7 separate regions of the Mus musculus genome follow, and all the other regions are linked to region 2. Evidence: chromatin contacts called from public Hi-C, HiChIP or PLAC-seq, Micro-C and promoter capture Hi-C data. All regions are on one chromosome and are shown on one strand. Each heading gives the region's core, a stretch centred on a gene start, on an enhancer-like site or on the middle of the called end of the contact. The rest is flanking DNA. Distances are from core to core; before and after follow the strand shown. Region 1 holds the start of Bnc1 (basonuclin 1). Region 2 holds the start of Mex3b (mex3 RNA binding family member B). Region 3 overlaps Il16 (interleukin 16). Region 4 has its middle 33 kb from the start of Gm39043. Region 5 overlaps Il16 (interleukin 16). Region 6 has its middle 4.2 kb from the start of Gm39043. Region 7 has its middle 46 kb from the start of Gm10610.

The links. Promoter capture Hi-C pulls out the DNA fragments that hold promoters and counts their contacts. A called contact is a pair of places that touch in the nucleus more often than the background predicts. HiChIP or PLAC-seq counts read pairs in DNA pulled down with a chosen protein or histone mark.
Region 1: a promoter capture Hi-C map of embryonic stem cells shows a contact between it and region 2, with 12 read pairs. The contact joins the promoter of Bnc1 here to the promoter of Mex3b in region 2. A contact is called at or near these places in 3 of 39 promoter capture datasets (cranial neural crest and embryonic stem cells) and 3 of 484 Hi-C or Micro-C datasets (all in embryonic stem cells).
Region 3: a Hi-C map of CD8 T cells shows a contact between it and region 2, with 3 times the contacts expected there. The contact joins the enhancer-like site here to the promoter of Mex3b in region 2. A contact is called at or near these places in 12 of 39 promoter capture datasets (the 3T3-L1 cell line, the C10 cell line, the HPC-7 cell line and 7 more), 1 of 15 datasets of contacts at CTCF or cohesin (large pre-B cells), 15 of 484 Hi-C or Micro-C datasets (B cells, CD4 T cells, CD8 T cells and 7 more), 23 of 115 datasets of contacts at active chromatin or transcription factors (the HPC-7 cell line, T-cell acute lymphoblastic leukemia, acute myeloid leukemia and 19 more) and 3 of 9 other capture datasets (embryonic stem cells, liver and macrophages).
Region 4: an H3K4me3 HiChIP or PLAC-seq map of embryonic limb bud shows a contact between it and region 2, with 2.4 times the contacts expected there. The contact joins the enhancer-like site here to the promoter of Mex3b in region 2. A contact is called at or near these places in 7 of 39 promoter capture datasets (the 3T3-L1 cell line, cranial neural crest, embryonic stem cells and 3 more) and 8 of 115 datasets of contacts at active chromatin or transcription factors (astrocytes, embryonic forebrain, embryonic limb bud and 5 more).
Region 5: a contact with region 2 is called in an H3K4me3 HiChIP or PLAC-seq map of embryonic limb bud, with 3 times the contacts expected there. The contact joins the enhancer-like site here to the promoter of Mex3b in region 2. A contact is called at or near these places in 3 of 39 promoter capture datasets (the C10 cell line, hippocampal neurons and liver), 5 of 115 datasets of contacts at active chromatin or transcription factors (astrocytes, craniofacial prominence, embryonic forebrain and 2 more) and 1 of 9 other capture datasets (adipose tissue).
Region 6: an H3K4me3 HiChIP or PLAC-seq map of forebrain shows a contact between it and region 2, with 9 times the contacts expected there. The contact joins the enhancer-like site here to the promoter of Mex3b in region 2. A contact is called at or near these places in 13 of 39 promoter capture datasets (the 3T3-L1 cell line, the C10 cell line, the HPC-7 cell line and 8 more), 7 of 484 Hi-C or Micro-C datasets (cerebellar granule neurons, cerebellum, cortical neurons and 3 more), 16 of 115 datasets of contacts at active chromatin or transcription factors (T-cell acute lymphoblastic leukemia, astrocytes, bone marrow-derived macrophages and 9 more) and 4 of 9 other capture datasets (adipose tissue, embryonic stem cells, embryonic tail and 1 more).
Region 7: a contact with region 2 is called in a Micro-C map of muscle stem cells, with 10 times the contacts expected there. The contact joins the enhancer-like site here to the promoter of Mex3b in region 2. A contact is called at or near these places in 15 of 39 promoter capture datasets (the 3T3-L1 cell line, 3T3-L1-derived adipocytes, the C10 cell line and 10 more), 2 of 15 datasets of contacts at CTCF or cohesin (the NIH/3T3 cell line and large pre-B cells), 21 of 484 Hi-C or Micro-C datasets (Sertoli cells, cardiomyocytes, cerebellar granule neurons and 15 more), 22 of 115 datasets of contacts at active chromatin or transcription factors (SST interneurons, acute myeloid leukemia, bone marrow-derived macrophages and 16 more) and 1 of 9 other capture datasets (embryonic stem cells).

Annotation. Positions count from the first base shown.
Region 1 is chr7:81,989,868-81,993,937 of GRCm38.p6, reverse strand. It overlaps Bnc1 (basonuclin 1), which reads left to right and starts at 1,639. Exons shown (of 5, transcript NM_007562.2): 1 at 1,639-1,743. The coding sequence starts at 1,648.
Region 2 is chr7:82,865,327-82,869,054 of GRCm38.p6, reverse strand. It overlaps Mex3b (mex3 RNA binding family member B), which reads right to left and starts at 1,722. Exons shown (of 2, transcript NM_175366.3): 1 at 1,128-1,722; 2 at 1-299. The coding sequence starts at 1,404. Gm36584 (a long non-coding RNA gene) reads left to right here and starts at 1,759. Exons shown (of 5, transcript XR_003946820.1): 1 at 1,759-3,513.
Region 3 is chr7:83,657,763-83,661,379 of GRCm38.p6, reverse strand. It overlaps Il16 (interleukin 16), which reads left to right. Exons shown (of 19, transcript NM_001360087.1): 12 at 95-582. Among named protein-coding and RNA genes, the nearest start is that of Stard5, 28 kb to the right of the region's middle. Within about 2 kb of position 1,854, at least 149 of the 459 cell types and tissues checked have an H3K27ac peak or open chromatin away from gene starts, as enhancers often do. A contact at or near this core is called in B cells, CD8 T cells, T-cell acute lymphoblastic leukemia and 16 more, where this site is marked.
Region 4 is chr7:83,845,762-83,849,301 of GRCm38.p6, reverse strand. No RefSeq gene overlaps it. Among named protein-coding and RNA genes, the nearest start is that of Gm39043, 33 kb to the right of the region's middle. Within about 2 kb of position 1,416, at least 38 of the 459 cell types and tissues checked have an H3K27ac peak or open chromatin away from gene starts, as enhancers often do. A contact at or near this core is called in embryonic limb bud and liver, where this site is marked.
Region 5 is chr7:83,702,003-83,705,572 of GRCm38.p6, reverse strand. The region is part of intron 2 of Il16 (interleukin 16); the gene reads left to right. Among named protein-coding and RNA genes, the nearest start is that of Il16, 29 kb to the left of the region's middle. Within about 2 kb of position 2,027, at least 9 of the 459 cell types and tissues checked have an H3K27ac peak or open chromatin away from gene starts, as enhancers often do. A contact at or near this core is called in craniofacial prominence and embryonic limb bud, where this site is marked.
Region 6 is chr7:83,808,016-83,811,835 of GRCm38.p6, reverse strand. No RefSeq gene overlaps it. Among named protein-coding and RNA genes, the nearest start is that of Gm39043, 4.2 kb to the left of the region's middle. Within about 2 kb of position 1,950, at least 102 of the 459 cell types and tissues checked have an H3K27ac peak or open chromatin away from gene starts, as enhancers often do. A contact at or near this core is called in the HPC-7 cell line, adipose tissue, bone marrow-derived macrophages and 9 more, where this site is marked.
Region 7 is chr7:83,503,149-83,506,918 of GRCm38.p6, reverse strand. No RefSeq gene overlaps it. Among named protein-coding and RNA genes, the nearest start is that of Gm10610, 46 kb to the left of the region's middle. Within about 2 kb of position 1,463, at least 13 of the 459 cell types and tissues checked have an H3K27ac peak or open chromatin away from gene starts, as enhancers often do. A contact at or near this core is called in muscle stem cells, where this site is marked.

The DNA.
Region 1 (4,070 bases), core at 390-2,889, 880 kb after region 2:
CACCTCTAGGCTTCAAAATGCAGTAAGCATGGAGGGAGGCAGAAACAAGTGAAGGGTGCAGAAATATGTGGAGTGGAGGCCTGGTGGGTCAGGGAAGGCTTCTGAGCCAGGGACACAATCCTCTCTGAAGAGAACACCTTGAAACAATAGCCACAAAAGAAAGGACCAGAAGAAAGGCCTAAAACGTTGGGTGGTGTGGTGGACTGTAGCTGTTTGGGAAAGAGCAAACAGAAGGTAACCAACCAGTTTAGCTTGGTCATTAATAAAACAAGGCTTCATAATGAAGTTTGCCATGTGGCAATATTAATGCGCATCTCCAGGTCAATGTTATCGCAATGGCTAGGCAACTTCATGCCTGCAAGGAAAAGTACCACCAGGTAGACCCAGAACAGGCACCTGGGGGAAATCCAGGTGTCCAGTTTCCGGACCCCGTGCAGCACAGATGCCCACACTTTTTTTTCTGTCATGTGTCCTGTTCTCACCTTTCCCCCCTCTGAAGCCTGTTGTCAGCACGTGGGGTAACTGGCATCCTGTCTTCTGTTTGCAACTCTTTCTTTGTCCCGGCATCTCTGATTTGTGCAGGACTGTGTTCCCTTTTCAAGGACGCCCACCAGCAGCGAAGCAGGTGCAACAAATTGGGGGAAAAAAAAAGAAAAAAAAAAAAAAAAAAAAGAAACAGGACCTGCCACTCCAAGTCTAGGCTCTCTTACTTCTAAAAAGGACAGACCCAAAAAGCCAAACACTTTGGCCTCTCTTCAGGTCTCAGGTCCCGCCCTGCCCAAGAGCTATATAGTAAAACCTGGTTCTGTTTCACACCAGCTGTGGACAATCTTCCCCTGTTCTTAGGGCCGAAGGATTCTTTTTCTTTGTCCTCAGGCCCCGGAAAGCAGGTTCTCCTGGCGAGCCCCTCCCCATCGGCTCCCAGGGGACGAAACTCTTGTTTGATTTATCACTTCATCTCCGTGTCTCCTTAGAACCTAGTTAAGTCTAATCCCGCTTTCCAACTCTGAGAGCGAAGTCACCTGTCCCAGGCAAGCGGTAACACCGGGACTTTAACACAGAGCACACAAGAGACCGGGGTGTTTGAGTTCCCAATCAAGCCTCCACGACCCGACCCAAGTCCCCACATCTGTGGAAATAAAAAGTTCCCGGTGGGGGCGGGGGCAGTGCAGCCTTCTGCCTGGTCCACACCGGGACCCGAGGCGCCTCCGGGGGAGGCGAGGGAGGCTGCATCAGCCCGAGAGAGCAGAGCCAGGGAACTTCAGAGAGCGTTTCGCCCTCGCCGGGGAGAGGCAAACACCGACACGTCTGTCTCCTTCTCAACAAGTGCCTTCAAGCCCGCCGGGGGCAGACACCTCCGCGCCCGCGGCCGCCGAGGTCTCCGCTGTGCGCGGGGGGCCGCGGCCTGGCCTCAACCGAGGCGACTCTGCGTGGCCTCCCCACACCCCCTCGAGCGTCGCCCGCAGCCCCCGGCGGCCGGAGTAGGGGCGCGGGGCGGGGCGAGCGGAGGGGCGGACCCCGGGGCGCGGGGCGGACGCGAGGGTGCACGAGGGGCGCAAGGGCCGGCGCGGTCACCCGGCGCCGCGGGGAGCCGCCCACTTCTCCTGCGCAGGGGGGGCGGGGGTGGCCCAGACGGCCAGAGCGTGGATGCGGCGGTCGCCGAGCCGGGGCGGACGCGGAGCGGCCCGGGCAGGGGACGCGCGCCGGGAAGGCCGGCTCCGCAGCGGCTGCAGGATGGCTGAGGTAAGCGGTCGCGCGGGCGACGGGCGCGGGGCCGCCCTACGAGGGCCACCTGCTCGTCGTCGGCGCCGTGTGTGCGTCCCGGGAGGCCGAACTGCAGTTCCTCGCAGCCTGTGCCCGGTCGCAGCGAGGTGACCCGTGAGCGGCGCCCCGTTTCTCTTACACCCCAGAGCCCCTGTCCAACCGCTGTTGGCGCAGGGACGTCCATCTGTCTGGTATTTCAAGCCGTGACCTTCGGTCATCCCGGGAGGAGAGTCGCGGAGACGCCCGAGGGGCGTGGAGGGGGCGCCGGTCCCCTGAGGGACAAATCCTTGCTTTTTTAAAAGGGAAGAGACAAAAGACCAAAAGCGCCGCAAACCGTCAGCTTAGTTAGACGTGTCTGAAGAGGACGGATGCTCGCAGTTGAACCGCGCTGAAGGAGTGCGTTGGTTTGCCGGCGTTCCGCCTGGCTTGTCGAGCGTGGGACAGTGAGGGGTGTTCGTGCCCTCCGGTCGCTCAGGGACTTGGAGGAGCGCATCCGGATGCTGATGGGGAAGCCAGAGGGCCAAGGTCCAGTCTCTTTGGAGATGGTTTACCTGAGAGTGACAGGAAGGGATCCTGGCAATGCAGAGGTGAGGTGCTTAGTGGCCCAGTGACTGTCCACCCCGCAGCGGGGTTCCAGCCGGGCGTACCCCAGCATCCGCTTCGGGTGTCCGCTGTCCACGGGCGCTGCTTCCCCAGGGGAGCCCCTTAACCCTACTGGCCTCACGACTTCGGATAAACTCCTGGGGATTTGTCAGCCAGATGTGACAAGATTGGAGAGGCAAGTGAGAGAGATCTGATATCAATCAGTACATAGCTCGGAGCCAAACTTTCTCAAATGCGGTGTAGAAACATGTTCTTCTCGTTTAAGGCATCTCTTTGTGGCTGTGGGGCTGCCACCAGCCTGAGTTTGACAGTTAAATGGAATGCCAACTAGCAGCCTTAATTGTATGAGTGAAGTTGTATGCAGTGCGGGGGGGGGGGGGAAGATCAGACACTCTGGGGTTCGGTAATGTCCCCTAGTTTTATGGCTAGGCTCACCGCAGACCTCTGAAGATGAGGGCATTTAAATCGGGCCAGACGCCTGGTCACAGCCAGGCCTCTGCTGTTAACACTTAAGGGGCTTGAAAGAGGCCCCACTGGTGTCCTGGGAATCCCTGTCAGAGTGTGTGTGTGAGAGAGAGAGAGAGAGAGAGAGAGAGAGAGAGAGAGAGAGAGAGAGAGAGAGAGAGAGAGAGAGAGAGAACCTGTTACTGCATGGAAACACAGAACAGATATATCAACAATAAGAAGTAAATTTTTCTTATTAAAGCAACAAGATTTTGGTGTGACAGTATAGGTGAACTGAAAAACAGCATTTTGGCAAATCTTTTTTGGCAGTCTGTTTTTACTTGCTCGTTGTCTTCACTGTGCTGTTAGATTTCATGGGATCTTTTCGAATTTAACAGAGGTTTAGTTTACAAATTGATGTTTGTGCGTTAAAACTTTTGTTAAGTAGTGAAACATGTAACTTTCTCATTCGCCCCTCCCCAAATTTGTTGATGCATATTATTATACCTTTCTTAAAATTGTATGCATCAAAGTGTAATTTTGCACATTACTTCAAGTGTTACAATTTGTGCTGTATTTTATTTTTCTTTTAAAATAGATACAGACAGCTGCCCTTCTTTCTCTGGAGAATTTTAATAACTGTTCTTTTTAGCATACTTTCAGATAGTTAAAAAATATGACTCATTATCTTATTTATTGTTGCAAGTTCACAAACTTCAGTTTTACAGAAACTGTAACTGTCTCCACTCAGGTGTTGACTGTGTTCTGTTGTAGCTGAATCCTCAGACACTTTGATGGACTCTTTTAAGGTGTGAGCTCCTCAGAGTTTGAGAACTCAGATTGTGTTCAGACAGCTGCATAACTTAATTTGTACTCTCATGTCCACCCATGCAGACTGGTAAGGATTCCCTGGAGCTCTGTCTGTCACAGAGAAAATGGTTACTAGTTTGAATAACCTGCCCATGAATATTTCCTAGGATACACACACACACACACACACCAGTGATCCAGTGATCTGTGCACCTGGGTTGGAATTCACATAAGAAATCTTAGCTCACATAAATCCATTGCCTTAGAAATATATGGTTTATACAGAGGATGATTTGGTTTTTATGACCTTTCCCCTAGAAGAAGTTAGACCTGTATCCCAGGCCCATACTCATATTTTATACCTCAGATCATCAGCTTGGAAAAGTGACCCTGCCCTGTGGTGAGAAAAAGCCATCTAGTTTTCCTCACACAACAAATAATTGTCTCTT
Region 2 (3,728 bases), core at 473-2,972:
GCGCTTGATCGTGGCGCCCTTTGGACCCACCACGAGCCCTACCACGCGGTATGGCACCCTCACTTGGATAGTGGTCTGTCCCGGCAGGTTGGGCGGTCCGGGCACAGCTCCGTTGAGAGCCGTGTTCTTGTTACGAGAGGCTCGGATCATGGAGAAGTGCTCTGCGGCAGAGATGATCTCCCTCCGAGCCATAGCCACATCCTCCTTCCTGCCCGTCACAACAAAGACAGGCTCCTCCCCGCGAACTGGGGTCTTGATGTAAGTGTTGGTCTTCGCCCTCAAAGCTTTGATTTTACAACCTGGAAGCCAGGGTTCAAGGGAGGGAGTAGGAGAAATAGAGAAAGAGACACGCCCATTATCCCAGGATAACCGCGGAGACCCGGGACAGCCCGCGCCCAAGGCAGCTGGGCAGCAGAACACGCGACCAGAGAAAGGGGGCGTCTCCCTCGCTGACCCCGAACCGCGCTAGGAGCTGGACCGCCGGTTCTGTCCTCGAAACGCTCGAGGAATAAATAGCCCATTGGCTGCCTGGCCCTCCCCCGGTAACTGCAGTCGTCCCAAGCAAAGCGCAGAACCCCAGAAAAGTCATCTAGGGGGATGCTGCTGGTATCCAACTGAGCACACTGATTGCCTTGAAGACCAGGGGCTCCCGGGAAGCCGCGATCCCTAGACTCTGGAGGACTAGGGGTGGGGTTAAGAGAATGGCAGTCCTGGGACCCATTGTTCCTTCCCTGGACTCTATTCCATTCCGCTTTGCAGAAATCCCGAATCCTCATCCCTTCGGACGACCCCCCCCCATACTGCCCCCTCCCAAAGGACCACCAGAGGTCCCCTCCCCCAGTATATTATATTTTAAACATCTTTCCTAGAGTGGACTAAGTCTGGAGCACTAGAGGAAAAGGCAGTGATTTTAGCAGGAGAAAGTGCATCCCGCCGCGGCACTGGCGCCGCTGTGGAAGACAGCCTGCCTGCACTTTCTTTGTCTAGTGCGCCGGCCCATCGCGCGGCTCTTCCTCCCTCCCCAAGGCTCCCCCGCGCCACAGCTCCCGTTCCTGCACCCGCCCTCACAGTGAGGCGGTGGCGGAGATCCTACACACCCCTCCGGTCCCCATCCCTGCCGGACCCACCTTGCCTCCCTACGATCTCCGCGACGTGTTCGGAACTGGGTACCGGCACGCACTCGGTCATGTTCACGCTCTTCTTGCGCGGTTCGCTGTCGTACAAAGAGGCGCCCTCATCACTGTCCAGTCCCAACAGGGAGAGCTGATCGAGCGCAAGCTGCAGGGCTCTTTGGTCATCCAGAGTCTCTCCCCCGCCGCTGCCACCGCCGCCTCCCCCGCCGCCGCCTCCCCCGCCGCCGCCGCTGCCGTTGCGCTCCAGGTCTGCAAACAGCGAGCTGGGCATCGCTCCGCCGTGCGCGCCGCGCCCCAGCCGGCTCTCTGCTCGGCAGCTAGAAGGTGCAGCCACAAAGGCAGCCGGGAAGCCGGCAGTCAGGGGCGGGGAGGCCGGTCGGCTGCGGAGGGCTCCGTGGCTCGTTTTTCGGCGCTCGGAGGAGTGGGTCTCTGCGTGCAATCCGCACCGGGCAGTGGCTGCAAGAGCCCCCGCCTGGGTCCCCACCCCAGATCTGCTGGCGGTTGGGGTGGGGGCAGAGCTCGAGCGGCGGCCGCGCGTGCCCCCCGAGTGCCCGGCTGGCTGGCCACAATGCCGAGCGCAAAGCGAACAGGCGAGCGACAGCAGCGTTTCTTTAAGGAGCCCCTCCCCGGCTCCTCCACTCCCTCCCTCCCTCCCTCCCGCCCGCCCTCACTCAGCGCTTTTTCCTCCTCTCCTACCCGCCTCTTGACTGAGCCTCTGCAGCCAGACGGCTCCGGAGGGGGACGAGGGAGGCGCAACGTCACCGGCGGGAGCTGACACTACAATGCTACTGACACTATCGCTGGGGGAGGCGATTGGCGCGCGCCAGGCCGGGGGCGGGCGGAGGCCGGGGCTGAGAGAGCGGAGCCAGCGCCACCCCCATCGAGCTCGCCGCAGCCCGCCCCGGCCTCCTCCCGGCCGCGCCCCTCCCCCGCCGCCGCCGCGAACGCCTCTCTTTGTTGTCTAATGCGGGACCGGCTGGCTCGGGACATTTATATGTACCTATCAGCCGAGGACAACCACTGTCCTCAAGTCTCTTTCCTCTCCAGGTTGAGAAGAAAAGGCGCCCAACTGTGATGCCAGCCGCCAAGCTCCAAAGAGCGGTCCTTCTAAAGTCCCGTTACTGCCCCCAAATAAAGCATCCCTGGAGCCGACGCGACCACTAGGTGGACGGTATACTGTACAAGGTATCTGTACCACAGGGCGGCCCAACCCTGGGACGCGGAACCAAAGGCTCGAGATCCTGGGCCCCATTGGTATTGTGACTGCTGGGCGCGAGCTGCCCACCTGCGCGGGAGCGCACGCCACACAAAAGACACGCCCGCCCACACTGCCACTCGCGCGCGCGCTCACATTTCCGTCCCCTTGGGTAGCACTTTGCCCAAGTGGCCCTGAAAGAACGAATGCCAAAACCAGAAACCGGTTGCAGAAAGGGCCCGACCCGCACCGCTGCAGGTGACCTCTAGGGTCCCGCACATGCCTGGCGCGCGGACTGAGACCCCGCGGGCTCCCACACGCGCACGAGCGCCGCGCGCCCACTGCCGGGACGCCAGCCCTACACTGCCCGGGAACAGTGAGGGCGTGCGCGCCCGCCGCTCCCAGGCCCGCCCCTCCCTGCGGTCAGGCATGCGCAGTGCCTGAGAGGAGCCCAGAGCGCGCCGGCCCCGCCCTCCGCCCAGCCCGGCCCCGCCGGGAGGTGTGTGGTCGGGCCTGGCGCTCTTTGTGCGCTTCTCGGGTTGGGGGAGGCGGCGGAGGAAGGGTGCGACAGGACTAGCGGGCGGCCAAGGCGAACTGCGCCCCCTCCTGGCTTCTCCACCGATAGCCTCCGAGCGCAAGCGAAAAGAAAGGAGGTTTTGAGGGGCGGGCCGGGGCGGGGTTCGGGCCTCGGCGCATCTCCCTCCTGCGAGAGGAGGACGCCCCTTCCCTGCTCAAAGCGCATCCGCTTCTCCGTCCTTTGTTCCCGGAGCCCGCCTGTTTATCCGCGCCCCTGCGCCCTGCAGGCTAGTAGTCCAGGCTTTCCCTAATCCTGTTAAGGTCTGCCGGGAGAGACGCCTCCTGGTGATTCCGAGGCGACTTGTGTACACCGCAGACTGGTTTACTGGAGAACCCCTTCCCCGCTGGGGGCGACCCTGGGGACCTGGGGCAGATCTGAGGGACCCAGAAAAAAGGGATCACCCCGCACCTCGGCTTTTATCCACAATACCTCCCCTGCCCAATGCCTGGGTGGTTAAAAGTGACAATGGTTGGCAGTGCACTTGGGAGCGGACTGTTCTGCCAGCGCCTGCACTTCCAAGCGTGCGAAGGTGATCCCAAGCTCCAAACTCACCTGGAGCTGTCTCGGGGCAGAGGTGCTGATTATTTCCCTAGGGAAATGAGGCTGAGGTGCGGCTTTACTGTGGCTATTTCCTCAGGATGTTTACGTCAGCTTCCCCAAGCTGGCTGTGTTTTTCTTCAAAGAATCAGTTCTATAAGGGGCGGGAGTGGACGGGGTGGGGGTGGGGGTAAGAAAATGGTGGTGCAGAGAGAGTTCGCTGACCAGTAGAGAATTCCTGCTTATGAACTCGGAGTCAAATTGGTTTGTGAATGAGGAAGGAGTG
Region 3 (3,617 bases), core at 605-3,104, 790 kb before region 2:
TTCTACTAGAGCAGTTGGATGCACAGGGTGCTGCCTGTGGTCCACCTGGTCTTTTGAGGCTCAGTTTGAATGTTTCCTTGTGCTTACCATGCAGGTGTCAAAAGGCTGGAGAGCAGCTGGCATGGGCGGCCTACCTTGGAGAAAGAACGTGAGAAGCACTCAGCGCCCCCACATCGAAGGGCCCAGAAGATCATGGTCCGATCCAGCAGTGACAGCAGCTACATGTCTGGGTCACCAGGGGGAAGTCCCTGCAGTGCAGGTGCGGAGCCACAGCCTTCTGAGAGGGAAGGCAGCACACACAGTCCCAGCCTGTCCCCAGGGGAGGAGCAAGAGCCGTGCCCAGGGGTCCCATCCAGGCCTCAGCAGGAGAGCCCACCCCTTCCTGAGAGCTTGGAAAGAGAGAGCCACCCACCACTGAGACTGAAGAAATCTTTTGAGATTTTGGTGAGAAAGCCGACATCCTCCAAACCCAAGCCTCCACCCAGAAAATACTTTAAAAATGACAGCGAGCCTCAGAAGAAACTGGAGGAGAAAGAGAAGGTCACAGACCCTTCTGGGCACACCTTGCCCACCTGCAGCCAGGTAGGAGGGTGTGCTCAGTGGGACGTGTGTCCCCTGCAACATGCAAAGCTGCTGCCCTTGAGCATTAGAAATGTCTGCAGGCTTCCTGTACTCTGGCATAGAGAAGCACTCTCTTTAAGCTCACTGTGCAGAGACATATGAAGCTTCGCAGAACCAAACCGGAAGTTCCGGGCCTGCCAACTGTTGGCAGTAACACTCGCGGGTCACATGGCTCACGCGCTGGTGTATCAGCAGCAGGGTTACTTTGTGGTGGGGAGGCTGAGTCCAGGAATCTGAGATGCTCTGCTAACCACAAGTAGTCACCCCAATAGCTAAAGCAGAGGGAGAATGATTGCTTGTGGGAGTACAAGATGTTCGCGAGAAATTAACTTTGCCTTCTGGAGGTGGGGAGACTCGGAAACCATCCTCTCTAAGTCTAGGTGTCCTTAGCTGCTACTTTGGGCTTTTTGAGTGGCTCCCTCTACAGGCTGTTGTGAGACTTAGATCTTCCCTTCCGTATATTGAAGACTCCAGCACCATAACTTCTCTTGGAGCTTCTTCCTCTAGCTTTACACCCAAAGGATGGTAGGTAGACAGGAAGGCAGCTGCTGAAACTTGAGCCCTTTCAACAAAGGACACTGTTTTAGGGTTTCTATTACTGTGAAGAGCCACCAAGACCATGGCAACTCTTATAAAGGACGTTTAATTGGACTTACAATTTCAGAGGTTTAATCTATTACTGTCATTGTGGAAAACATGACATCAGGTAGGCAGACATGGTTCTGGAGGGGCTTTGTTTTACATCTTGATCTACAGGCAGAAGGAGACTGCCACACTGGGCATAGCTTGAGCATATAAGACCTCAAAGCCCGCCTCCACAGTGACATACTTCCTCCAACAAAGCCACAACTACTCTAACAAAGCCACACTCCCTACTAGTGCCAGTGCCTATTGGCCAAGCACTTAAACACACAACTCTATGAGGGCTGTCCCTACTCAAACCACCATAGGCATTATGCTAGATATGTTCACGCACGTTGTTTTAGTTCATCCTTCCCCGGGTCTGAGGGTGAGATTCCCAGTTTCACAGAAGAAGAACTTACTTAAGTTTGTGTTGCTGAGGCGTGCAGTGAAGGCTGCTAGGGGTGAAGTAAGGCCTCTGGAAATCCCCTAGAAGAAAGCAGGAGATTTGTCAAACTGCCCATTGACAAGCTTCAGTGAGGTGGATGGGGAAGGAAATTCTTGAGTTCCTTGGTGAAGACACAGTGAAGGAGGAGCTGTGTTACCAAACAGGAAGTACAGACTTTCAGGCAGCTGAACGTGCCGGGCTGACTAGCAACCAGAGAGGGCGGGGTATCCTGTGAATGTGTTTCCCTGACTCCCCCTTCAGCAAACACTTCATTTGGATCTGAGGCAGAATCTAGAAGGCAAACCAGAAGGAAATGTTGAAAGGGTAGACATTTTGCTTTCCTCCTGCAGACCCAGGAAAGGAGAACAGGTGCCTTGATGAATCTCTTTGGCTTCCTGATTGGGTGGGGCCACATGTCGGGCAAGGAGCATTGCCAAGTAAGACAGCCAGGGGAGGAAGCAGGTGTTCTGTAGGGAAGGCCAGGCAAGGAGCCAAGGTATTTAAGACAGCACACAGACAAATATAAACACATGTATGTGCGAGCATGTGCACTCTCTCTCTCTCTCTCTCTCTCTCTCTCTCTCTCTCTCTCTCTCTCTCTCTCTCTCTCTATCTCTCTCTCTGATTTCTCTGTTCAGCATCCCACATCTTGAGCAATCTGCCCTGCCTTTGGCTTCCTTCCCTGTTCACACCAGCAATATGGTCCACACTAACACAAAGGCCGTTCTGTGGCTGCTCTTTTGTCCTCTCTGCATCATCCCACATGGCCAGTAGACCCTTCTGTAACTTATTCACTCAACCAACAGAGCATTGTTGTGCTGGCAGAGAGATCACAAAGACAGGCTTCTAGTCTGACAGAAAACAGGAAGCAGTTGACCTTCTACACCATTCTTAACAGCCTTGGCCACTCCCAGACCTTTCTCAATGGATCTTATTGCCTGTGATTCCATTTTCAACCCTTCTTCTCTCTCCCTTTTCTCCCTCTTCCCTTCTTTTTTCCTACCTTCTTCTCTTGTTTCTGTCTGTAGTCTTTTCTCTCTAGGGTCCTAAGACCCTTCTCAAGCAGATATGTACGACAGGTTACATTTAATGTAACTGAAGGTAACCCAATTTCCTGTACCCAAATGACCTTCAAGATACTTCCCATGAACCTGGAGAGATGACTCAGGATCACTGGCTGCTCTTCTAAAAGATCCAAGCTCCATTCCCGCACTTACACGGAGGCTAGTAATCACCGGTAACTCCAGTTCCTGTGGATCTGATGCCCAATCCGGCCTCTGTGGGAGCTCTGTGGGCACCCACACTGTCTTAAAATACCACTCACATTTAAGAAAATGATTTTGTATTCTCTGATTAGTCCCCATCTCTCATCCTCTTGCCTTACCTCCTCCCTCTCCCCTCATTCACCAAGTGCTGAGCCAGGGAACATTTGCCTGAATAAATTTTGTGTAGAAATCAAATTAAGTTTGGGATTAATTTAAAAGACCTTTTCCAAAGATAATGCAACGTAAGAGGTGTTGATTAAAAGGTAAAATGTGGGTTCTGAGAAGACAACTAATCAATAAAGGAGCTCCAGAGAACCATAAGGTCCTGGCCCAGTCCAAGAACCCACATCAAAAACAACATCACAAGACCAACATGGAAAGGCAGAGGCAGGCAAATCCCTGGGGCTGGTAGCCAGCCAGCTTTGCCTATTTGGGGCACTCTGAACCAGCGAGTGACCATCTCAAAACACAGGTATGTAGTTTCTGAGGAACAACACCTGAAGTCCCTTTGGCCTCTACACCCATATACTCACAGGAACAAGGACACATACATACAAGTACACATGAGGAAGAAAAAGGAGAGAAAAAGGAAGAGAAGAGAAGAGGAGAGGAGAGGAGAAGAGAAGAGAAGAGAAGAGAAGAGAAGAGAAGAGAAGAGAAGA
Region 4 (3,540 bases), core at 167-2,666, 980 kb before region 2:
TTCTGCAATATCTTGGGCTTGGCCTGGAGAACATCCCAGATCTTTAAATTCCTTTCCAGGCCCCCAAAGCCAGCACTGTATGGAACACCTGGTCATATCTACAAGGTATGACAATGTTCCAAAGTTCTCACTGTAGAAGAAAACTTTAATAACGTTTGAAGTATGAGCAAAATAAGCTTATGAAGGATTTAAGAATGAAATTGTGCCGGGCAGTGGTGGCACATGCCTTTAATTCCAGCACTTGGGAGGCAGAGGTAGGCGGATCTATGAGTTCGAGGCCAGCCTTGTCTACAGAGTGAGTTCCAGGGCAGCCCGGGCTACACAGAGAAACCCTGTCTCGAAAAACAAAAACAAAAACAGAAACAGAAACAGAAACAGAAACAGAAAAGAAAGAGAGAGAGAGAAAGAGAGAGAGAGAGAGAAAAGAAAGAAAGAAAGAAAGAAAGAAAGAAAGAAAGAAAGAAAGAAAGAAAGAAAGACAGAAGAGGAATGAAATTGTTGCTGGCCATGATGTTGCATGCCTTCACACCCAACAATGAAGAGGCAGAGGCAGGTGGATCTCTGTGAGTTCCAAGTAGAGTTGGTCTACATAGCAAGTTCAAGGTCAACCATTAATATTCAGTGAGACACTGTCTTAAAGAGAAAATAAAAGAAAAAGAAAAGAAAGAAAGAGGGAAAGAGGACTCAATGATTTATATTTTATTTACATGTTGAAGTTGTTCGCTTAAAACAAATCTTTAAAATAAAATTGTATTTCATGTATCTGGGTGTCTTGCCTGCATGTATGTCTGTGTCTGTGCACTGCGTATGGGTAATACCTATGGAGGCCAGAGAAGGACATCAGATCCCCTAGAACTGGAGTTATGAATTGTTCTAAGTCACCATGCGAATGCTGGAAACCAAACTCGAGTCCCCTGGAAGAGCATCCAATGCTTTTAACAGCTGAGTCATCTTTCTAGCCTCTAGAATAAAACTTAAACTGGCCCCCTTGCAGATACCAAACGTTGACCAAATACCCAAACCAACCATTTAGTATATGACTGAAAATGCTCAAACATGAAACAAGTGGGCCTGGGGATTTAAACCAGATCTGAGTTCAACCCTGAATGCTGTGGCATATACCTATAACTCTAGCATGAGGGAGATGGAGACCAAAGGATCTCTGGGCCTTGTTAGGCAGCCAGTTCAGCTGAATTAATAGGCTACGGGTTCATTAAGGCCCTTTCTTGTATAAAAGCTCATGTTCTTTGTAAGTTTGCACAGTTTATTTCTTTATATTCAGAAATAGTTAGGGCTCGGTATTGCAATGAGTCTGTGTAAGGAAATGGCCTCCTGCCCTTCACCATTGAGGTATGCTGAGGGCTGTGTGTGGAGCCTGTGCAGACAGTGTTCAGTTCTGAGATGGGAGGAGGGGCAGGGAGTTGCTTATTAATCACTCCTCAGGACTTTGAACTTTACAACTCTGTAATTACTGCTAAGACTTTATATTTGGACTTTCTGTTTCATTGGCGTGTGTTTCCTTTCTGTTTGTTTTATGACTGAGTTTGTCTGGAAGTTTGTTTTAAGAGCCCTGAAGGCCAAGTTTGTTTATTACTATGCCTGCTAGGTGTGTAGTTTTTTGTAAATGTGACCCCAAAGGGCTATGAATCCCAATGGCCTAATCTCAGTCAGGCCTGAACCCTTCTTTACTTGTTCCCCAAAAGCTCTTCAGAGCAAATCCTAGGTATGAGTTAAGGGGTTTCTTGGGCTTGGAAAGGCAGCTTCAGTAGAGGAAATGGAACCAATTAGCTTAAGGCTGAGCAGAGGCAAAAGAGAAAGAGGAGGTAAGGACCCTGGGGAGGAGGGAAAGGAGGAGGGAAGGGAGGAGGACTGAAGTAGAAGGGTAGTCACAGGGCATTAGTCTCTCCTTTTTTCTCTCCCCGCTTCCTCTCCCTTCCCCCACCCACTTCTTCCCGTGCCCCTCCTGCTCTCTCTGTGTGTATATATGTGTGCATGTGTCTCCCTCCAGCCACATTTACAGTTTCCTCTACTTCCTGCCCATTTTCTTCCTTGCTTTGAAGCGTCAGCAACCCAGACTTGGTGGACAGAGGCATCTGTCCAGGAGTGAAATAATGGATGGTCCTTGTCCTACCAGTTATGCCTCCTGGCCTATCTCCCTAGATGAAGCTTACTGGAGGCCCTGGGACCTGGGGGCTTCCTCCTCTTTGTGCATAACTGGAAGAGGACCGTTCAATCTGAAACACAGTCATTTTCCTTCCCTAGCTAGACTTGACAATTGGGCAGCACAAAGAGAACTCAAGAGAGAGGGAGGGATCTGCTGCTCCTTTGAAAAGATGCACTCAGCCACAGAATGCCCAGCTGCTGCCCAACGAGGGCAGGGAATCCTGGTAAGCCAGACCAGGGCTTTCGTAAATGCCAGGCCCTTCATTAGTTGTATGTGATACATGTGATAAATGTTAGCCTGTTAAAAGCTCTGAGATGATTTATAATAAAACTACATTCAATATCACCTAAGTTTAACAGAGGAATTAAAAAAATACCTATTAACATCTCATGGGGGTCTTCATATTTTGTGAAACCCAGGTTGAATAGTGTAGCTCTGAAATGTTTTTTGAGACAAGGTCTCACTCTGCAGCTTTGTCTGACTTGGAACTCACAATGAAGACTAGGCTAGCTTCAATCTCATTGAGACCTACTGAGGCACCTCCCACCTTGTGCCTTAGGGTAGGTAACCTATTCACTTGGAGGTTTGAGAGTGAGGGAGGCAGAGAACCCAGGGAGTTGGAGATTTCTGAAGTAATGGAAGTGACAAGTAGGGCACTCTCTTCCTATGAATGAACTAGACAATCACAATACAAGACTGTAGTCAAGCAGTCACCAGTTAGAGTGGGACAAGGAGATTTCTCAGGTAAGATCCTTCAGGAACCTAAAAGGAGACCAAGGGAGAGCCTTTCTAGGTCAGGGTGACTTTGGATGATCTCTTAGAGGATCTTCATGTGTTACTGTGATAGGATATCATGTAGCTCAGACAGGGTTTGCACTTACTTGTAGTCAAAGAAGACTTTGAACTATTGATTGTTCTGTCTTTACCTTCCAAGTGTTTTGGTTGTAGGCATTCATGACCATACCAGGTTAATATAGCAATGAGATGAGAAGAGAACCCAGGACTTCATATAAGTGAGGTATACACTCTATCAATTGAGTTACATCCTGAGCCCCAGACATTCATTCTTGAACAGAGAATCAAAGACCAGCAATCCAAGGATCAGCATAGTGAAGGAAAATAGCGCAATATCTATTAATACTTGTCTTTCTTGCCTACATTTTTATAGCATGTGTCTTTAAGGAATTTCTGCATTTTCAAAATGGTTGTGTGTGTGTACGTGGGGTGTGTATGTAGATGTGCATATTGTTCACTGACATTTTAGGTTAGACTTCAACACTTTTCCTTTATTTGGGCTCTGTAGCCTCATTCCCTGTCTCATTATTTCTCAGTGAGAGTCCAGCAATCTTAGTATGCTCTATTTTCCCAGTTTTCTT
Region 5 (3,570 bases), core at 778-3,277, 840 kb before region 2:
TTCTGTTCTTTTGTTTTTAACCCCACACATATAAGTAAACATACATATGGTTTTTAATGACTTGTTTCCTGTTGTTTGTCTTACACAGTTCTTGCTGAGAAGTGAGTTAATTGGTTCCTGTTGGAAGGCAGTTTCTCATTTCTTTCTGCTTGCTGCTCTTAAACAATTAATTAATTTGTGTGTATGTGGTTTGCATTTATATGGTGTATGTGTGGTGTAATTGCAGATGCACGTGCCTACAAAGGCTGGAGGAGGATGTCAGATTTTTGCTTTATCATTCTCTGCCATACACACACACACACACACACACACACACACACACACACACACACACACACACATATATATATATATATATATATATACACTTGGTATATATATATATATGTATGCCATCCACACTTCTAGTAACCAATTGGAGATGATATAATGCATCACCTGTAAATAGCTTGAACATCTAAAATTTGATGAATTTTATTATGTAGGGGCCTTTTCACCTGGCATTTTCACCAAATTTTTTCCATCTTTGTTCACAGACTTATTGCTTAGCATTTGTTTCTGTCTTTTGTGTCAAGATTTAGAGAAATGGCAGTAAAAGGAAATACACAGGCACATGTGCACACACACATATATACATATACACATATGCACATACACAATTATGTGTGTGTATATGTATGTATATATATATATATATATATATATATATATACATAATATGTATATGTATGTTCTATCTTGTTTTGCCAGCATGTACATCTGTATGTATATCTGTTCACCCCTTGTGTGGTTGATGCTGGCAGAGGCCTGAAGGGGAGAATATTGGATCACCTGGAACTGGAGTTGTAGACAGTTGTGAGGCACCATGTGGGTGCTAGGAATTCAACCTTGATCTCTGTAAAAGCAGCCAGTGCTTTTAATTGGTGAGCTTTCTTGCCAGTGCCTCAACTTCTTTATTCTTTTGAGACAGGGTCTCTCACTGAACTTGGAGCTAGAATGGTGGCTAAGCTCCCAGCAATCCTTCTGTCTCTATCCCTCCCCCCAAATGCTGGGATTAGAGGTGAACACATGGCCATGCCTGGCATTTCCCTTTAGTGCTAAGATGCATGCTCAGGCCCTCATGCTTGCCCAGAAAGTATTCTTACGCACTGAGCCATCTCCTCCATCTTGCCTACCGCTTTTAAAAACTAAATAGCTCAGTTTTTGTTTGGGGGATTTTACTTTTTCTCAGAAACTTTTTGTTATGCTTTAATTTCTATTTCTTTTACTTAGGGTTTGCCAAGTTAAATGAGTTTATGGTTTAATGTCTCTCAACCAATGTCATGTGAAGTATTAGATAGATAGATACATAGACAGAGGATAGATGGATAGATAGATATATAATAGATAAGAGATAGGTGATGGAAGATAGACAGATGACACAGGTCTCTTCATTATGGAAATTTGTTGCATGCATACACTTGTCACTGTGTCACATTTTGTTTTAAGCTCTCATTAGTATCTTCCACACCTTTGTGTTGCCATCTGGGTATTTTTCAAAACTATGCCCCAGCTCTGTTCCCTTGCCTTCAGTCCTCTCTAAACACCCTGTTCAGCCTGTTAACTTCTGGGTATTAATTTATTCAGTTCTTTTTTTGAGCCTGCTGAGAAATTTTCTGTTTCTCCTCTGAACTTCTAATCACTTCCTTGATGTCTTTAAAGCACAAAGCCTGTCGAATTTTCATTGTGTGCTGTGCCCACTGTGCAGTTTGCAGTGTGTGCAGGCCTGGCTTTCATGTGTGTGGTTCTCCTGGCTTTCTCTAATCATGGCATGCTCCGGGGAGCTTTGTTTCCATTGAACTGTTTTCTCTGATGGCTCCTATGTCCCATCACTTTCTCTGTGGGTGTTTTGTAGGCACAGTCTGTGCTGGTGCCTTCACAGAAGATTCAAATTTGCTTTGGTGGGGTAGCTGGGGTATCATTAGCCTGGAGCAGAATTAACCAAATTCTTGTCTGGAGGGTTGCGAGTCCATGTGGCATGAATTAGGCTAAAGCGCCTGCAAGTGCTCACTGGTAGTTGTCAATTCTCCGGGGACTCCCTGCTTCCATTCAGGGCTGTATCCGGACTATAATTTCCTTTCACTACCTCAGGATGGCATGGATCCACTCTACTCCATATTTAAAATAAGGAGATAATCCTTTGAATCATCCTCTTGATACAAAGAGAATGTCCTGTTAGGCTCTGGTCTTAGGAAGGAGCTGAGATCTCTCTTGCTCTGTAGTATCCCATTAGATTACAAACAGCAACGTCCAAATTCAGCCACTCATCGAATAAGCTCAGAGCCACAGAAGACTCCGGGCAAAGAAGCTGCTCCACAGCCTTTAGTGCAGCCACCAGCTGCTGCCTATGCATGATGGTGGTGCCTTTCCGTAGACAGGGTTCTATCCCATTTAAAACAGTTAAACAGTTACCTGGCTTTAGCTGAAGGAACACAGTCAGTGGTCACCAAACCAGGGAAAGCATGATCCTCCCCTGTCCTTTAATGTCCCACCTACCAGTGTTTCCTGTTTTACAAGTGTGGTGATGGGCACCTTTCTACCAACATCCACATGTGTTTTATACAATTATTTCCTACAATAATATCTGAGAATGTGGAGAGACAGAGTTGAGAATCATTTGGGAAGTGGTTGATATTCCTTGGAGACTGGATACTAGGATTCTTGATGGCCATCACAGATAGGATGTGATCTTGCTATGAAACACAGGCTAGTCTTGAACTCATGGGTGGTTTTAAAAACATCTGCCTTAGACTCCTGAATTCTAGGACTGTAGGCACATACCACTATGGCTCACTTTGAATGGTTTTATTATACAGGTCATATATCATATAATTAAGTGAATAATATTCTGTGGTTTCAGCAGCATGTCTGTAGAATTGTACAATCATCACTGCTAACTTTAAAACCATTTACCACCTCAAAAGAAACCCCATAGGTTTTAGAAATTCCCCAAAGCCCACCCTCTGTCACACCCCCGTTTCCCATAAGACCATGAGCTTCAGAGACTATGATCATACTTACTCTATTCCTATCAGCATAGTTCTGGACATCTCATAAATGGAGTCACACATAAGTGATATTTTCCACTGATTTACTTTGATTACTATGACACTTCCAGTCATCTTATTGCAGACTGTATTATCGCTTAATCACTTGTAGTTGACACATAATATTATAATGTATGCATATACCAAGCTACCTATCTGTCACTTAATCAACGCTGAGTACTTTTCTATTTTTGGATACTATGAATACTTCCTCTTTAAACATTTGTGTGAAATTTTACATGGGTGTATGTTTTCAGTTTTTTAAAGTATACCTAGGAGTGAAATAATACTGTATTCATTTTTTTGACAAATTATTCTGTATATAGTAGTACATGCCTTTAGTCTTATCACTGAGGCAGGGGCAGGGGCAGGTAAATTGCTCTGCCAGCTTGTTCTACATAGTGAGTCACAGGACATGCAGAGTCACAAAAAGAGAACCTATCTTGAAAATTCACAACAAAACATTTTTTTTGAGAAATCTTCA
Region 6 (3,820 bases), core at 701-3,200, 940 kb before region 2:
GCTGCTGCTGCTTTCTTCTTTCATTTTTAATGTGGAGACAAGGTCTCACAATATAGCCGGGGCTGTCCTGGAATTCCCAATGTACATCAGGCTGGCCTCAAACTCTCGGATATCTTCCTGCCTCTACCCTGCCTCCCCGGAGTGCAGGGTTTAAGGGATGTGCCACCATGCGCTAACCCTTTTTACAGTCACCTCTACCACAACCATGGCCCAGGCTGAGTGCCAGGCAATGGGTGTAGTGAGGAAATGGTTCTGGCCATAAATGAATCAGTTGGTCTGTTGAGGGTTCTGGCTGGTATGTAAAGAGCTTGAATTTCAGGTTGTGCCACAAACCTGACAACAGGAGTGGGAAAGATGGCTTAGCAGTGAAAAGCACTAGCTGCTCTTCTAGAGGACCAGGATTCAGTTCCCAGCTCCCACAGGGTGGGTTACAACCCTCTGTAACTCCAGGCCTAGGTAACTGTATCACTTTCTTCTGGCTTCCACAGGTACCAGGCACACACATGGAAGCAGGCAAAATACTCCTACACATAAAATAAAATAACATTAAACCTTAATTAATTAAAACCAGAGAGCCGTGAAGAGCAGAAGGCTGAGGAGTCCAGTAGAGAGGAGATTGATTCTGCCATGATCTGTCAGAACGGCGCTGGCTTCTTAGAGAGAGATTTCAGGATTTGCTAGGAAGGATGGAAAGGATTTCAGCAGCCGAGCTTCTCCGACAGAGAAAACAGTTCAAATGAGGGTTTGTAGGGGAACAAAGAATTCGCCCTCTGCATTTGGAAAGAGCATTAAGAGTTGAGTTTCTTACAACACAGGAAGCATTTGCTTGAGGCTAAGGATTCCCGCGCTTGTGTTGAACAAAGTTAAGAGAGAGGCAGGCTAGCAGGTTCCCTTTTTTGGAACAGGTAACCAGGCTACAGAGCTGTTAAGTAACAGAAAATCAGGTCTCCCCTGGCAATCTTGTACTTAACTTTGTGACTTTAAGGTTTGAGACAGGGCCTAGGGACTGACGCTTCCTCTTGGAAGTAGGAAGCAAAGTTTGGGATTTCTTTTTTTTTTCTTTCTTTTGCTGAATGGGTGGATGAGGGTGTCAGAGAGGAGGAAGGGAGGATCCCCCCAGTACCATTTTAGGCTGTTTCCCTTAGCAACCCCACGGATGGATTTCCGTGCAGCCTCTTTCCCTTCCCGGTTCCTTTTCTGTTTTCCAAGGGGAACAATGAGGGAGTGAGGGATAAGCGGTGATGTTTATCTTTCCAGCTCAGACCTTTCAACTGCTGGAATCCCCCAGGGCTGGGGAAGGGTGGGTGGAGTCACTTCCCACTGTTGCCAAGGGTGGGAGACCAGTCCCTCCTGCTGGGGCAGGGGGTGCGTGGCTTCCTCATAAATAGGAAATGTATCTCCCAAATTGGAGTCATCAAGGACTTATCTCCAGCCGCAGACACCAGAGAGGAGCCCTGCCCTATCCTTTATTCCGAAGAGAGAAGCCTGCCAGCGGGGAGAGGAGAGGGTCACTCGAGAGAACCAGCCCGGAGAGCTGCGCTGTCATTCAAGTGTCAAAGGAGACATCTTCCTGCCAGACTTCCCACACTGGCCTCTGCCCCTCCTGGAACACTTTATTCAGGAATGGGAGGAGCACTGGTTCCTTGTAGAATAGAGAGTCAAGGGGAATTTTGGTCCATTCCTTGGCATGAGTACAAAATTCTGAGCCGAATATCTACTTGCTTAGAAACTGCTCATATCTGAGCAGCAAGCTCTTTACTGACCCAGCCACCTTCCCAACCTGGGATCTTCTAAAAACACCTACCATTGCCAGGTATTTATTTCCAGGCTTTAAACTTGCCTTTGTGTATTCCTTAGGTTCCCAATTTTTTGTCCTTCCCAAAGACAGTGGTTCCTCTTTTCACTTCCTCAAACCGAGGGCTGGTTGAGCCAGTCCGAACTACCCAGTCAGTAACTTGATACCAGTTTAATGTGTTTGAGGAAGTAGCTTGGGGGGATACTTAGTTCTGTGGGCTTTGTTTTGTACCAGGTCATGCTAATTTTCCCCAAGGAACTTCTGATCCATCCGGGTTCCCTGCAGAAGTTATAACAGTGAGGAGGAGGAGGAGGAGGAGGAGGAGGAGGAGGAGGAGGAGGAGGAGGAGGAGGAGGAGGAGGAAGTGGAAGCAGCACTGGGTTAGAGGCAGACACATGTGCTGTTCTGCCAAATATTCTACTTTTAATTTTTACCTAGCACTGATGGTGGTATGAAGTCTTGGTGGTCTCAGAGGTGATTCTGGGGACTCTGGGCAACAGTAACTTGCTAGCCCATGGCCACACATTCATAATGGAAGAGCCAGGAACTACTGGTCCTCTCGCAGATCCCCCTGGAGCTGTCCCCTGATCTTTCTCAGTGCCTCTGCTTGTCCTTGCTTCTTCTGGCAGGGATGCTGTGGGATGCTGATTAATGAGCAGTGGCACCCTCCGAAGCTCAGCGTGGAGACAATGACTGGATCGGTTCCAGGAATCTGAAGTATGCACCTGACCAACTGACCTCACTGTGTTGTTGTAGGCCACACCAAGGCTCCCTTCCTTGGCAAAAGGTTTTGTAGCTCTGCAGGCACACTTGGGGGCGGCAAGTACCATCTGGAACACTAGGGTGAGACTGGCATCCCATTGCTACTGAGTCTCGCCATGCTCCCGAACTGAGCCAACAAATGACTCTGCCACATGGCAGGAGAAGTGTGCCAAGAAGTCCAGGTTTATTTAGCACAAGTAATAATGGGCCTACAATATTCGCACACAGGGAAAGGATCAGGAAGACTGGCTGTGATCTCCCTGAGTTGATGGGTTAGAACTGGGTCAGAGAAAGTGTTGAGATGCGGCCAAGTTCAGGTTTTCTAGGCCAGTAGCTGTACAAGATCTCTTGCAGGAAACTTAGAGGAAGGTGATCCATACTGTACTATAAAAACTCAATCAGAAAATTGGGTCCCAGCAATTTGATAGATTTTTTTTTTTTTGATTGCTGAGGACAGGGACAGGCTTTCGTCCTTGGTAGAAAAACACAAGGGACCCTGGCATAGTTTACAGATATCTCAAGACCCAGGGCTTAAATCGTAAGACAGGAGATGGGGTTGCTGGTGAGATGGCTCAGCGGATAAGAGCACCGACTGCTCTTCTGGAGGTCCTGAGTTCAAATCTCAGCAACCGCATAGTGGCTCACAACGATCCATAATGAGATCTGAAGACAGCTACAGTGTACTTACATATAATAAATAAATAAAATCTCAAAAAGAAAAAAAAGACAGGAGATGGGATCAGAAGTCAAGTTGGCCCTAGGTCATTAAACTGGACAATAATTTGGTAGGGAAGAACTTTGTCTTTCAGGTTGAATACAGTATGGAAATTCTATAAGCACAGAACACCCTGAAGTGAAGGGAGCGGCGGCAGCTAAAGGAAGGTTAATTCAGGTTTGCCAGGCCCGGGCACTTATGGATTTGAAAGATTAAAAGTGTCAACCCCATGGCAGCATGGTCATTAGAGGACTGAATCCCAGAGAAGTACATCATTGCAAAGAAAGCCGAGGCAACTCTGAGCACTCAGGATGAACCCAGCATTGCTCAGATCCACTCACAGGCCTTAAGGCATTTAACAGTTGAAGTGAAGGAGTGAAGTAGGCATCCGTACAATCTCTATTTCCAGCTAAGAAAGCAGAGGGATGGAGGAGGAAAAGAACGTACAAAGTCACCTAGCCTGCAAGTGATAGAGCTGGTTTCCGAATTCCCTTCATCCAGTATCTTATAGGCAGGTTCTTAGAGAAGAAATGAACACTAGATGTTGT
Region 7 (3,770 bases), core at 214-2,713, 640 kb before region 2:
GGGGTGTTAGCTGACTTGGAGTGTCCACACCAATAGGGCCAGTTCTCCCACTTTGCCAAGGCAAGTGTTGGGGCCAGCTCACTTCCACTTTGCCATGGGCTGCTAGGGGCAGGTTTGGGTATCTCTCTTGTTCATGCCACTGCATGGCTGGAAGGGGGCTATCTCTGTTCATCTACATGGCCCAGGTGACACCCCAGACATGGCTTTTGGTAGTAACATAGGCCATAGACATCAACACAGACCCTGGATGCTACATGGCTACAGATTTAGATATGGCCCTCAGTGGTAGCATGTGGTGGGGCTTCACCATGACCTCAGGTAGCAGTGCAGGCTACTCACATCAGGCTGTTCCTCATCACCCTCAAGTCTCCAGTTCCACGTCCTTTAGTAGTGTACAACCTGTACCCCTTCTCATTCTTTCCCATCTCTCCATCACGTATTTGCCCATGGTAGTGTTTTTACCCACGTGTGCCTCATTAGCAATGATATCTTCTTTTGAAAGGTAAGCTGGTTAAATATTTGTCTAAACGAGATTCCAAATGAAATAAATCTGTGGACAAAAGTAAACACAGCACAGAAAACCAAAACAAACAAAACAACAACAACAACAACAACAACAACAACAACAGCAACAGCAATCCCCCCCCCCCCAACAACAACAAAAAAAAACCCCTGTAATTCAACATAGAGTCGTTCAGTCTCAGGGTAGAACCACCACCACAACCAACTAGAGAGATTAGCAAGTGGGCCAAACACAGCCGTACATGATGAGTCAGCTGTGAGGCTCCACTCTGCGGATACTGCCCTTCTTCTGGGCTAAGATACAACTCTGGGAGTCACAGCAACTCATACCATGGGCAGTCTTCTCAAAGCAAGAAGATATAGGCCCACTGGCACTTGTGTTTGCTTCTGGCTCTATTGAAGGACAAATTTCTCAAGAAACAAGCCCAGCAACTGTCCTGTGTCTCCCATTCATCCTAAGCCTCTTGTTTCTCTTCCTCTTCCGACTCACTACCTATTTATTTGCTTCCTGCCATGCCTGGCCCAGTATGGGTGAGACCTATAGGGAGAAGAATTATTTTTAATAAAAGAAAGCCAGACAAGAAACAATGATGAGGCAGATGAGGGAGATGGAAGTGTAGATTGTGACATTTCAGCAACAAGTGAAGACTATCAGTACAGCTCATGAGATATTTTGGATTGAGGCTTAAAGAAAGATAAACTTTGCTTTATCAGGTGCTGGCTAGCTAGGACGGAGTTAGTAAGATTCAGTTCTGATTAGGCAGCACACAGAAGCTGTGGTCCAGAGGGGTCCAAGCTGCATCTCGAGCTGGCAGTTGATCTAGGTAATGTGCAAATCTCCCAGTTGGTACTGGTTTTGGCAGAATTAAAGCTGCAGCATTGAAGAGGTCTGGTAGAAAAGCTGAGGTTTGGCACTGCAAGAAGCCAAGAGAGACATTAGTGATGATTCAGCCTCTGTTGCAGTGGAGAGCCCAGAATCTGGGACATGTTTGCCTGTCCTATGGACAAGTAGTGGCCATTAGATGACTAATCTTGGTTGTAAACTTTACAGACCTGGGAAAGATCCGCTGAGAAAATGTCCTCATCAGTGGGTGTGTGGGCAAGTCTGTGGGCACTATCTTCATTTATTTTGAGGTGGGTGGGCACAAATAGCCTGAGTGGGTTTTTTTTTCTAGGTCATGTTAAAAAGTTGGCCAAGCCCCAGCAGGGGCAAAAAGCCAGTAGGCACCATTCCCATGGTCTCTTAGCTCTGCCTTGGCTTCTCTTGATCATGGGCTGTAAATTGGTAGATGCAATAAACTCTTTTCTCCCAGAAAATTAAAAAAAAAGACCATATTGTTTATATCTTGTATGTGAAATGTTCCTCATAGGCTTGGATATTGAAAGCTTGGTCTCAGTTGGTGGTGATATTTCTAGAAGTGTGGGGAAACTTTAGGGAGTAAGGATTAACTGAAAAAGTGGGTTGCTGAGGATGCACTTTTGGAGGCTGTACCCGGCCTCCACACCTTTCGTCCTCTGTTTCCTGTCTACCATGAAATGAGCAATCTCTGTTACACACTACTCCCACCATTCATCTTAGTACCTGTCCAGCGCATGGAGCCAAGACACCATGGGTTGAACCCTCTGGAATTGTGAGCAAAAGAAATGTTTCTTAAGTTGCTTCTATCAGGTGTTTTGGACACAGTAGCAAGAAAAGTAACAGATACAAATTCCATGTGAAGTGTTTATATTATAGACATTTAGAAAAAAAACTGGCTCAGAAATAGTATAAACACTGATCATTTGGGCCTCCTAAAATTAAAGACGATTTAATAAAAAGAAAAGAATAGAAAGATTCAAATGGAATAACTTAAAACCTACAATCAAGAGTTCTTAGGTAATTTAATATTATGTGTGTTTTAATATTATGTCCCATTCACTGCATAAGACACATAGCATGACTTGTCTGAATTGGAGAAAAGATAAACATTTCATGTTTATGTGCATATGTGTATACTTATGTGTGTGTACATGTGTTGACCAGAGATCAACCTTGGCTGTCGTTCCTCAGGCAATGGCCTCCTGCTTTCTTAAGGTAGTGTCTCTCATTGGCCTGGAAGCTTACCAAGTAGCCCAAGCTGACTGGTCACGGCCTGAGGGATCTGCCTGTCTTTGACTCCTCAACACGAAGATCATAAGGATGCCCAACTATAACCTGATTTTTAAAACCTGGGTTCTAAGACTCAGATTCTGGGTTTCATGCTCGCAAGACAGGCCCTATGCCAACTGAGCTGTCTCCTCGGCCTCTGTATGCTTTAATTTACCATATTTCAGAGTGCACAGTTTAAAGACAAAAGTTCTTTAAATAATTAGCCAGACTACCACTGTCAGCCTGCAGTTATTGCTGCTCCTCCAACTCCACATGCACTATTGAAAATGTCTCTTTATCTACACATAGGCAGTTTGATCTATTCAAACCCAAGTCAAAAACACAGTTTACAAACATCTGTTTGGAGCATCATCTGATTGTGTTTTGCTCTATAGATCTCCACCTTCCGGGTGCTTAGTGTCCTCTGACGTTTATTGGAGGGGCAGTGTATCTCACCCTGCATAGTCTCCATGGTCTTAGCTGTCCTTTCTGAACTCCCAAATGCTGCGTTTCCTGAACCTTATAGTTAGTTCCAAGGGGTCAATGAATTTGAGGTGTGAGTTGTTAGCAAGAATTCTTCCACTGGTGATCATGATCTAGATGTGTAATTTTTCTAATAGAGATAGCAAACAGATGATCTTCAAAAACGTATTATTTGAAATAATTCTGTCAAAATTAAAACCTTTACTCACCCTGAGATGAACTTTGTAGAGTGGAGATAGCTGCTTGAGGGAAAGCTGTCTTTGCCTCCTCCTGACTTACCCACCCTCCTAGCCCATTCTAGTTTCATTTTGTTGCTGTGATAAAATACCACAGACAAAAAAAACCACTTGGGGAGGAAAGGGTTTATTTGGCTTACATTTCTAGGTCAAAACCCAGTATCTAGGAAAATCAGGGCAGAAACTCAAGGCAGGAGCTTGAGGCAGAATCCATAGAAGAATGCTATTTATTGGCTTGGGGACTGTCTCATGTTTACTTAGCTTTCTTATATCACCAGGCCCACCTGTCTAGGAATGGTGCCACCTACAGCAGCAGGCCAGGCCCTCACACATCAAGCATTAGTCACTGGTCAATCTGATCTGGGTAATTCTTCACCTCAGGCTCCCTATTCTCAGATAAT